Regions from separate parts of the Muntiacus reevesi genome. Here region 2 is linked to region 1. Evidence: chromatin contacts called from public Hi-C data. All regions are on one chromosome and are shown on one strand. Each heading gives the region's core, a stretch centred on a gene start, on an enhancer-like site or on the middle of the called end of the contact. The rest is flanking DNA. Distances are from core to core; before and after follow the strand shown.

Region 1 (5,642 bases), core at 815-3,314:
ATATTTTCTTAACAAATTTTGAAGTCCTTTCATTAAATACTTATGGTGATTCTTTTAAAACGAGTAAGTCAGATCATAATATTCTTCTGAATAAACTCCCCTAGTGGCTCTCCATCTTATGGGAAGAAAAAGCCAAAGTCCTTAAAAGAGACCACAAGGCCCTCATGACCTCTTTATTCTTACTCTCTGAAGCAAACCTTAACATTCATCCCACATCTCCTGTTCACACTACACTACAGCCACAATAAAGCAGGACAGACACTGCAAGCACCTTCCCAGGGCCTGTGTACGATTATTTCCTCTGCCTGAAACTGAAACCTTCCCCACATATTCACACGGCTACTTATCTCACCTCCTTCAAGTGTCTGCAAATATCAACTTCTCCACAGAGAATATCACACTATATTTAAAATAAATTGTAAACTTCCCTTCTTCCTTAACATCTTCTGGAATGCTTTAACTTGTTTCACATTTCTCCTCCCATAGCACTTTGCACCTTTAAGATACTATATAGTTTACACATTTATATATCTGACTAGTTTATTTCCTATAGCTAGAATAGAATGTAAACTGAGAAAGTATGGATCTTTGCCTGCTCTCATCATCTCATCATTGTGTATCCCAAGTATTTGAACAGTGCTTATCAGATTTGCTGAATGAATGAACTTTAAAGACAAACCTGCTACAAGTGTTTCTTAAACATACATAAGATCTTGTTAAAAAGTAGATTCCAATTGATAAGTCTGAGTTGGGGTCCAATTTCTCAGGCCATGGTGATGCTACTGGGGGAGACACTACCCTTACATCCTCCCACATAAAACTATATAATAAAACATACTTTTAACAATTAACAACAACAAAAACAAAAAATGAAGTGTAACCAATATAGGACTGCCTCAAGTTTTTTCAACACACAAAGGTCTATGGTTAGTAGACAAAAGAAAACTACTTAACTTCTAAGAATAGTATGTCCATCACTTTCAATATAAATGTCATTAAAGATTTCAAGCTCCCCAAAATATATGATATACTAATATCAAAAGTGTGTTAACAATGAGATATCTACGAATGTAGAGTAAAACTATTATGAAAATAAAATAACCATGACTAAGACATAAATGGCCTAAGTCAAAAACACTAGAAACAAGAAAATGAATTCACAGCAAGACATTGTCAAGTAGTCTTACCTCAAGAGCTTTAAAAAAACATTCAGAATTGTCTGAAGACTTTAAAAACTTCACAAAAAACGGTTCTTTGTCATTTTTGGACATTTCTGAACTGCCAAAATAAAGGAACCATTAACAAGAGCAAAACACATTACATATAAAGTTAAATGTTTAAAGCACCTACTTTTCTGCGCAAGTAAGAATGCCGAAGTACAAACATTCTGCTCTTGCCCATGAATTCGTACATTATAGTTTGTAAGAAACAGTGGAATGTGAACAAAATCAAGGGAAAAGATGACAACAACCAATCTTCGTAAATCAAAATACGAAATTAATGTTGCTAAACTGAATTCATCGAGGACCTTTGCTCTAGAGCTTTAAAGTCTCCTAAGCCGATGGTCATTCAATTTCATTTTGCTTGAGAATGCTCAGAACGAATAGGTTCCTGAGGTCATCTGCGGCCCACGAGAAAGGTTAAGCCCTCAGTAAACGAACTTTGAATATAAACATGAAAGCCAGCCATCCCAAGTCAGGGCCCTAAAAGGCCAGATGCTCCCGCTCCCCAGCTGCCAGGGAAAAGTCCGATTATCAGTCCACCCCAGTCACTAGCTCTCTGGTGTCCCATCCACCAGTCCGGGGGCCGGTTACAAAGTCCGGAATCCAGGGCCCCTAAGGCCAGAGACGGCGTCGAAGACCCCTCCACCCCCGCGAGTTGGGGAGGGAGCTGGGTGCTCACTCTGAGCTTTACTCACCTCAGTGGAGCCTGGGGATCTCCGGGCGGCGAGTGGGGGGCCGCGCGGCGCGCGGGACTGCGGCTGGGGTCGGGCGCCAGCCCGGCGCACACCCGCCGCACCCGGCGGGGCCCCCAACCAAAGCAAACGCAGACCCGGAAGTTGCCGAACCGCGAACCGACTTTCGCGCCAACTGCGCGGTCGCGCCCGCCCCTTCCGGCGGAAGTGACGCTACCACAGCTGCAGCGTGGGAGGGGGGCGGGGAGGGCGGAGACGAAAGAAAGCGGCGTTGGTGGTTGGCTCCGACCCGGAGGCCAAGGTGTTCCGGGAAGACTGTGGCAGAAGCTTCGGCTCAGCAGCTGGCAGGGCGCGTCTTGCCTTTGCGGGAAACTGGCCTAGCGCCGAGAGCTAGGGCTTTGAGGTGGCGGGTCAGAGGTATCTTAGAGCAGGAGTTCGCAACTCCAGGGCCAGGAGAGGTTAGTGGTGGAAGCAGAGCCGCTTCCCGTTTCTCGCGTTGCCGCCTGAACCGCCGAGCTCCCCTTGTCCTGGGAAAAATTGTCTTCTAGTAAACCGGTCCCTGGTGACAAAAAATGTTGGGGACTGATGCCTCAGAGCAGACCCTAACATCAAAAAATAAAGACAGGTAAAAGAGGGTTTCTTTAATAAATACTTCATGCCGAGAAACCATATGTTATCAAAAACAACTCTGGGAGGCAAATACTGATTTGCATTTTACAGATGTAAAAACTGAGGCTTAGGGAAATTAAATGAAGTGTTCAAGGTCACAGTAAGTGGTAGAAGTTTAAGACGGCACCCAAATCTTTTTGACTCCATGGACTGGTGGACTGGATTATTTTCTTCCAGTATAGCCCAGATGTGTTCACCAGCTACAACAGCCAAGGGTCTAAAGGAAAGAAAGACGTCAGGATGACGTGAATTACACACCTGGTGCATAGGGGGTCTTTGCCAACTTCAGTAGTGCCCTCTCCGGGACTAACACCCCATTCTCCCACTTTGAGCATCTCATTTTTTTCTCTAGCTTCCCAAGTGTTGGGCAGATTGTGGGATGAAACCTAATGTTCAAATGGCAAAGGTAATGGGGAGAGGAGGTGAAATAGGATTAGGATCTCTGGCTTGTTGATGGCCAATGACAAACTGCTTGGTCAGCGTTTCTTCTCATCTTATTCTTGACTGTTGAGAGTGAGAAAATCATGACTTGAGTAACCTGAGAGTTTAATGAACTGTACCTTGGTTTTTTAAATGTCTAAAGATGGTAGATAGCATCTTGGGTCAGTGTGTGAACACTTAGGTGGAAGGTGAGTCAGAATCAGTAACTGAAAGACCAACTGAAAGGCCTGTTGTCAGGGAGGAGGTGAGGAAAGCCTTACAGATACACCAAAGTTACTAGACTTGTTTTAAAAAAAAAAAATGAGAGACAACCCTGCCACAATTCACTGTGAAGGAGCAAATCTGAGCTGATATTATAATTACTATTTGTGGGGTGAGTGACAGTGGACAGAGGGCTCCTGCTCACTCTGCTGGGCAGTTCTCTAGAAAATGGGCATTGTTGGCCACTGTCAACTTTAAAAACTGCACAACCTGAGAGTGGTGAGTTAAGTTTTATTTGGGGCAAAATAAGGACAGAAACAGTATGGATGTAGCAGAAGCAGAGAAGGCAAGAATACACAGAAGAACTATATAAAAGAGGTCTGAAAGACCCAGAAAAGCACTATGGTGTGGTCACTCACTTAGAGCCAGACATCCTGGAGTGGGAAGGCAAGTGGGCCTTAGGAAGCATTACTACAAACAAAGTGGAGGTGATGGGATCCCAGGTAAGCTATTTAAAATCTTAAAAGATAATGCTGTGAAAGAGTTGTACTCAATGTGTCAGCAAACTTGGAAAACTCAGCAGTGGCCACAGGAATGGAAAAGGTCAGTTTTCATTCAATTCCCAAAGAAGGGCAATGTCAAAGAATATTCAAACTACAGCACAGTTGCACTCATTTCACATGCTAACATGGTAATGCTCAAAATCCTTCAAGCTAGGCTTCAGCAGTATGTGAACCAAGAACTTCCAGATACTCAAGCTGGATTTAGAAAAGATAGAGGAACCAGAGATCAAATTGTCAACATCTTTTGGGTCATAGAGAAGCAAGAGAATTCCAGAAAAACATCTGCTTCATTGACTATGCTCGAGCCTTTGACTGTTGGATCACAACAAACTGTGGAAAGTTCTTTAAAAAATGGGAATATCAGAGCACCTTCAGTTCAGTTCAGTTGCTCAGTCGTGTCCGACTCTTTTCTACCCTATAAACCACAGCACGTCAGGCTTCTGTGTCCATCACCACCTCCTGGCGTTTACCCAAACTCATGTCCATTGAGCCGGTGATGCCATCCAACCATCTCATCCTCTGTCATCCCCTTCTGTCCTCAATCTTTCCCAGCATCAGGGTCTTTTCAAATGAGTCAGCTCTTCGCATCAGGTGGCCAAAGTATTGGAGTTTCAGCTTCAATATCAGTCCTTCCAATGAATACCCAGGACCGATCTCCTTTAGGATGGACTGGTTGGATCTCCTTGCAGTCCAAGGGACTCTCAAGAGTCTTCTCCAACACCACAGTTCAAAAGCAGCAGTTCTTCAGTGCTCAGCTTTCTTTATACTCCAACTCTCACATCCATACATGAGTACTGGAAAAACCATAGCTTTGATTAAACAGACCTTTGTTGACAAAGTAATGTCTTTGCTTTTTAATATGCTGTCTAGGTTGGTCATAACTTTACTTCCAAGGACTAAGTGTCTTTTAATTTCATGGCTACAGTCACCATCTGCAGTGGTTTTGGAGCCTCTCCCCCACAAAATAAAGTCAGCCACTGTTTCCTTGTCTATTTGCCATGAGGTGATGGGACCAGATGCCATGATCTTAGTTTTCTGAATGTTGAGCTTTAAGCCAACTTTTTCACTCTCCTCTTTCACTTTCATCAAGAGGCTCTTTAGTTCTTCTTCTCTTTCTGCCATGAGGGTGGTGTCATCTGCATATCTGAGGTTATTGATATTTCTCCCGGCAATCTTGATTCCAGCTTGTGCTTCTTCCAGCCTAGCTTTTCTCAAGATGTACTCTGTATATAGGTTAAATAAGCAGGGTGACAATATACAGCCTTGATGTACTCCTTTCCAATTTGGAACCAGCCTGTTGTTCCATGTCCAGATTAAACTTGCTTTCTGACCTGTATACAGGTTTCTCAAGAGGCAGGTCAGGTGGTCTGGTATTCCCATCTCTTTCAGAATTTTCCACAGTTTATTGTGATCCACACAGTCAAAGGCTTTGGCATAGTCAATAAAGCAGAAATAGATGTTTTTCTGAAACTCTGTTGCTTTTTCAATGATCCAGTGGATGTTGGCAATTTGATCTCTGGTTCCTCTGCCTTTTCGAAAACGAACTTGAACATCTGGAAGTTCACAGTTCATGTATTGCTGAAGCCAGGCTTGGAGAATTTTGAGCATTACTTTACTAGCGTGTGAGATGAGTGCAACTGTGTGGTAATTTGAGCATTCTTTTTCATTGCCTTTCTGTGGGATTGGAATGAAAACTGACCTTACCTGCCTCCTAAGTAATGTGTATGCAAGTCAAGAAGCAACAGAACTAGACATGGAACAATGGACTGGTTCCAAATTGGGAAAGGAGTATGTCAAGGCTGTACACTGTCACCCTGCTTATTTACAGAGTACGTAATGTGAAATACCTCACT
Region 2 (5,642 bases), core at 993-3,492, 130 kb before region 1:
AGTACAAATGAAGGTCTGTTTTGCTTTAAAGATGGTGAAGCTCCAAACATCATGAGAGCAATGAATGGTGCTTCATGATGAGGGGTGGGGTGAAGATAAGGGGGAGGTTTCAAGGCTCTGTGTAACACATTGGAGGAGGGAGCACAGGAGATTTAAGAGGAAAATCTGGTATGAATATATGCTGTCAGTCTCAGGTCAGGGGATTCAATGAGGGGGAGACTAGATTCCTGGAGGAGAGAATTAACCATAGATAATGACACAACCACAAAGACCCTAGTCTCTCTATTGGCCTGACCTGAGTCTTTTACATATGATCAAGTTTGGGGAACATGCCATCAATCACTGGAAGATGTAGTGGGGAATTTTGCTGCAGCTGCAGTTCCTTCTCTGCTTTTTCCCATCATTAATTCCTTCAAGACACACAGATACATTGATGGAGATCTAAGAAAGAGAGGGCTAAATTTCATTTATTCACATCTAGATCTTTTCTTGTAGATTAGAAGGGAGTTGAAGGCAGGAATGACAAGTTACTTTGCCTAGAATACAACACATTGCCTTAAATATAACGAAATAGGTGTTTCACAGGTGAGGAAAGAAAGAACAAAAGGAAGGAAGGGATGGGGGAGGAAGGAGGGAAAGAAGGGAAGAAAAATTTGATCAGAGATGTTAAGGAAGGTAAGGGAGAGGCAATACTAAACTTGGCTTGCATCACAAGAAGACGCCTAGTGTCACAGAAGGAAGTTACCTAGAGACCCATCCAGGTAGTCAGTATAGGGAATTAAACATAAGCTTGCTATTGGCCAAGGCCAGCTCCTTGATTTGCTTCTTTGACATATTCTGGATTTAGTACTTTAATAGTAGAGGTGAAGGGGGTGTAGGGGAGACAGACTTTAACAGAAAAACTGTAAAGGAAAAGACAAGTACCTCCATGTATTGGCTGTGCTCTATCTACCCTACAAGGCTACTAACATAACTCTGAGTCATTTCCTCAGTGGTTGTGTCTTTAGACGGAAGTGGAAAGCTTAGCATCTTTTATTAGACCGACTTTTTCATATGGGAGGATTCATTTCATCCTCAACTCCCAGAAGGTACTTAAATGGTACAACCACATACAGTCTGGGCACATTTGGTCCTCACTTCTATATATGCCATTCCTTTCCTCTTATCACGGATAAAAAAGATAGATTACAGCCATCATCTCATCAGGGTAGGGGTTATTATTTACATGTAAAATTATTTATAGCATCTAATGTATATTAGAAACTGCCTGTCAATGCAGGAGACATGAGAGACACAGGTTCGATCCCTGGAGAAGGAAATGGCAACCCACTCCAGTATTCTTGCCTGGAGAGTTACAATGACAGAGGAGCCTGGCAGCTACAGTCCATGCAGTCACAGAGTCAGACACGACTGAAGCGACTTAGCACAGCACAATATGTGTTAAGTACTGTGCTGGCGCCTAAGAGGTAATCTTTCCCCACATATCTTGCAAGAGCTAACATCTCCACTTTACAGATCAGGAGCTTGAGGGTCAGATTTAGCTTGACCTATTTCTAGATATCTCATAGAAAGTAGAATTCAGATAAAACCAATCTCCTTTCGACTACCTACTGGTTTATGTAGACCTTTTAGTAAATAAGAACTAAACTTCAAGCCCAAAGCACCTCATTTTCATAATAATCATCACCTATGAATAAAATGAATAGTTGCTAGACCAGAGAGGGTGAAAATACAGAGGCCAGCAGAGCAGACGATACCATCTTTATATAGCTAGCTTAGCACAGGGCCTTTCAGTCTCACTGAAGTTCAAACCACTACAAGGCCACAGTTTGCGGCTGACTAGCAGACACACGTGTACCCTACGCATGCGCCTAGAACGGACCTACCCACCCCTTCGATCGGACCTCTTTAGCCAAGTCACCAACAAGCCCTCTAAATGCCCGCCCTCAAGGCTAAACCCTCGACCAATCAGGAGGCAAAAGCCATCATGTACGTCACTTATTTAGCATATACCCTCTCCCCGCCCCCAAGCCACAGCCCCGCCCCGTCTGAGGCAGGGATTGTCGCCTAAGCGGTTCGTCCTGGCACCTGATTGGCTCCCTTGCCAGCTCCGCCTCCGTCTCCTCTCACCGCCCTCCCCTCCCCGCTCCCACAGTGGCGGGCGGAGCTAAGTACGCAGGCGCGGGCGCTGCCTCTCTTTTCTGGTGGCCCGCCCTCCTTCCTCCCCCTCCCTCCCCTCCCCACCCCCTGTCCCCTCCTCTCCCGGCCTGCGTGCTCGCGTCTTCCTCCTGCACTCGCCGCCGCTAACCCAGCACTCTCGCCGGAGCCTCTGGCCCGCGGGTTCCTTTTTCCCTCCAGCTGTGGAGCGGGCGGGATCCTGCACTGCGATCGCGGCAGCAGCTCCAGCCCGGGCGGGCTCGGGCGGAGGCAGCGGCACGCGAGCCCCTAGGAGGACCGTACCACCGTCCGCCAGCAGGCGGGGGGGGCCGGTCGCCCCGCTGCACACGCCTCAGCGACCCCGAGGGACTGAGGCGTCGCCGCGCCTGGGAGCTTGAGCGCCGAGCCGGCCTCGACCCCGAGCTCGGAGCCCCGACGGGCCGCGCCCGCCGCCGGCCCCACCCATCCGGGCCAAGGAGGCCGCGGCCATGGCTGAGACGGAGGAGCGGAGCCTAGATAACTTCTTCGCCAAGAGAGATAAAAAGAAGAAGAAGGAGCGGAGCAACCGGGCGGCGAGCGCAGCGAGCGCGGCGGGCGGCGCTGGCGGGAGCAGCGGAGCCACGGGCGCGGCGGGCGGTGGGGCGGGCGCAGGGACCCGGCCGGGAGATAGCGGGACCGCGGGCGTGGGGGCCACTGGCCCTGGGGCCGCCACCAAGGTTGTGACAAAGGTGAGGGGCCGGGGAGTTAGGGCTCGGGCCGCGCTCTTGCGCCCATGTGCCCGCCCCCGCCTGCCTGCCTGAGGAAGCGGCCGGGGCCGGCCGGCGGGCTGACGGGCACGGAGGCTGCCACGTGACGCGGGCTTCCCACGGCGGGCCGCCTCGCGTTCCCCGCCGGACCACAGCGGCCCAGCTCCCGACCCTCGTCGCCTGGCTCGGGCTAGCACGCAGGCAGGCGGCGGCACCCTCCCGGGGAATCGGCCCGGGTCGGAAGTACATCTATCGGGTGACGTCTACTCTGAGTAATTTAGCGTCCTGATTTCAGCCTAGTAGTGTGAACTGAATTTTCTAACAATCACATTTGCAGCAGATCTAATTGGCTCGACTTGGTCTGGAAACCTGTAAAAGAAAAGTCTCATACAAGATTGAGGTAGACGTTTAGTTGTGGGCTTACTATGGACTTCATCCGACGTTTCCTGGTTGCTTTTAAAGTAACAAGTCTCATGAAGGAACCGGGTGGAAGTAACAAAGTTTAGTCACGTTTGTCCTCAAGCCTAGTAGCCTTGGGATTGAGCAAGGGCTTTGGCCAGAAAACGAGTCCACACTTTAGGTTCCAACCACTTTATCCCTTAATAGTCTGATGGTTGTTTTAGTTGTGTTTTAAAAATAGCTTTAATTGACTACCTGGTACTTGTTTTACAGGAGGAAGATGAGTGGAAAGAATTTGAGCAAAAAGAGGTTGATTACAGCGGTCTAAGAGTTCAAGCAATGCAAATAAGGTATGGTTTGGTTACAGATAACGTTTATGTCACCCACCGGATAAATACTGTATGTTTGGGGTTTTTTTGTCCCAAAACAGCATCACAGTACTCTTGTGCTTTAGGTATGCTTATTACGACTAATGGATTGAGTCTATTCCTCCTCTGTGTTGGCAGCCCTTTTATATGCCAGTCAAATTAGCTGCCAGTTCTAAAATCCTGTGAGAGCTTGCCTACTTCGAATCTTGGTTAGGCCTTTTTGAGACAGCTAAAATGGATTTTGTGCTTTCAGAATTTTTGCTTTTATTATTGGTGGGTTGAACTTAGCTTTTGTCTCAAAAGATAACATGGGTGGTTGTATTTGAAGCATAGTTACAGGGAAATACAGATTTTACCTATTCAACTTGTGTAATCAGCACGGAAGTCAAGAAAGGAAATATTACTGGTAGAGAAGAAAGCCCCCTTCCTAACCTCTTGTAGTCATTGTTTTAACCCCCAAATAACCACTCTCCTAACACTGTAGATTAATTTTCCCTAGAAATTTATAGAAATGGAATCATAGTCTAAGCATAAAGTTTTAAAAAAACAGTAATTCCTGAAAATTACATTGATTGGTTTAGAAGATTTGAAATTAACACGTTTTATCAAATCCAGTCTATGGTAGTCACATGAACTTTAGATTCATGTAAATAAATGTCATGTTTTTGAAGATTTCATGAAGAGAAAATCCATTGGCTTAGATTAAAAACCGTTTATTCCCAGTTTCAAGAAGCAAGTGATCCTAGGGAATTACCTCAGTGCTCTCACTAGTAGGGGCCCAGGTTCTTTTACTGGTTGGGGAACTAGTCCTGCATACCATGCAGTGTGGCCAAAAAAGAAGTGACCCTGATGCACTGCCTTCCAGATTGAAGTTTGTGATTTATATTTACTCGTGACCACCTGGCACAGTGGAGGAAATAACTTTTCCTTAACAGAATACTGTTCTTTGACCTCACTCAGTTAAGCTCAGTCGCTCAGTCGTGTCCGACTTTGCGACCCCATGGACTGCAGGCTTCCCTATCTATCACCAACTCCTGGAGCTTGCTCAAACTCATGTCCATCAGGTCAGTGATGCCATCCAGACATCTTATCCTCTGTTGTTCCCTTCTCCTGCCTTTACTCTTTACCAGTATCAGAATCTTTTTCAGTGAGTCAGTTCTTCACATCAGGTGGCCACAGTATTGGAGTTTCAGCATCAGTCCTTCCAATGAAGGACTCACTAGATGGTAATGTTTATAATATTAAATAACTTGTTTAAAAAGCAGGGCTAATATTTATGACATTTGTTGAATACTTACCACAGCTAGGCATTCATGTCCTAGGTGCTTTCAAGTTGTTGCAAAGTGAAACCTGATTGACAGTGGGAAACTTAGGGAATAGTTTCTGTAAATTTGAAATACCTTCCTGGTGGTGTGAAGTAGAGGTGATAAGATTGGAGGTTTATTCCCAACCACTTTTTGGCTTCCTTTGTGTGTTAGATGTTTTTGAAGAGGTATATATTTAGAAAATAATCCAATTTCTTTCTCCTGGCGCTTAGCTTTTATAAATGGGGAGGAGGGATGTGGAGTTGTTATTTGTGGTAGTGGAAGCGCCTGTGTGTTGGGTTCCTGTGTTCTGTGGTAGAGTAGGCTTTTGCTCTGCCTTTCCTGATTGCCAGGCCATGAAATTTGTGTTCTCAAAGACTCGATTACTGAGCAAGAGCAGCACTTTCTGAAGGAAGAGATTTCAAGTTCATTGAATGTTAGAAGTTGATGTTGTTATACAGGATATTTAAACTACCATCTATTTTTGTCATTGACTATATATCCCATATCCATTCACGGTTATTTTTCTTTATTTTTGGCTACTCCTGAGGTGGTGGAACATTACTTAAATCACCTGTCTTTCACTTTTGCCAGAGGCGTAATTAAATCTCAGTTAGTGTGAGCATTGAGGTTTGTTTGACCCAAAATAGAGCAGCTTTTATACTGCA

What was found. A called contact is a pair of places that touch in the nucleus more often than the background predicts.
Region 2: a contact with region 1 is called in a Hi-C map of blood, with 5 times the contacts expected there. The contact joins the promoter of CDV3 here to the promoter of TOPBP1 in region 1. A contact is called at or near these places in 2 of 3 Hi-C or Micro-C datasets (blood and muscle).

What each region holds. Positions count from the first base shown.
Region 1 is chr8:15,691,079-15,696,720 of mMunRee1.1, reverse strand. TOPBP1 (DNA topoisomerase II binding protein 1) reads right to left here and starts at 2,064. Exons shown (of 28, transcript XM_065942858.1): 1 at 1,919-2,064; 2 at 1,188-1,278. The coding sequence starts at 1,271.
Region 2 is chr8:15,821,503-15,827,144 of mMunRee1.1, reverse strand. CDV3 (CDV3 homolog) reads left to right here and starts at 2,242. Exons shown (of 5, transcript XM_065942178.1): 1 at 2,242-2,885; 2 at 3,576-3,652. The coding sequence starts at 2,646.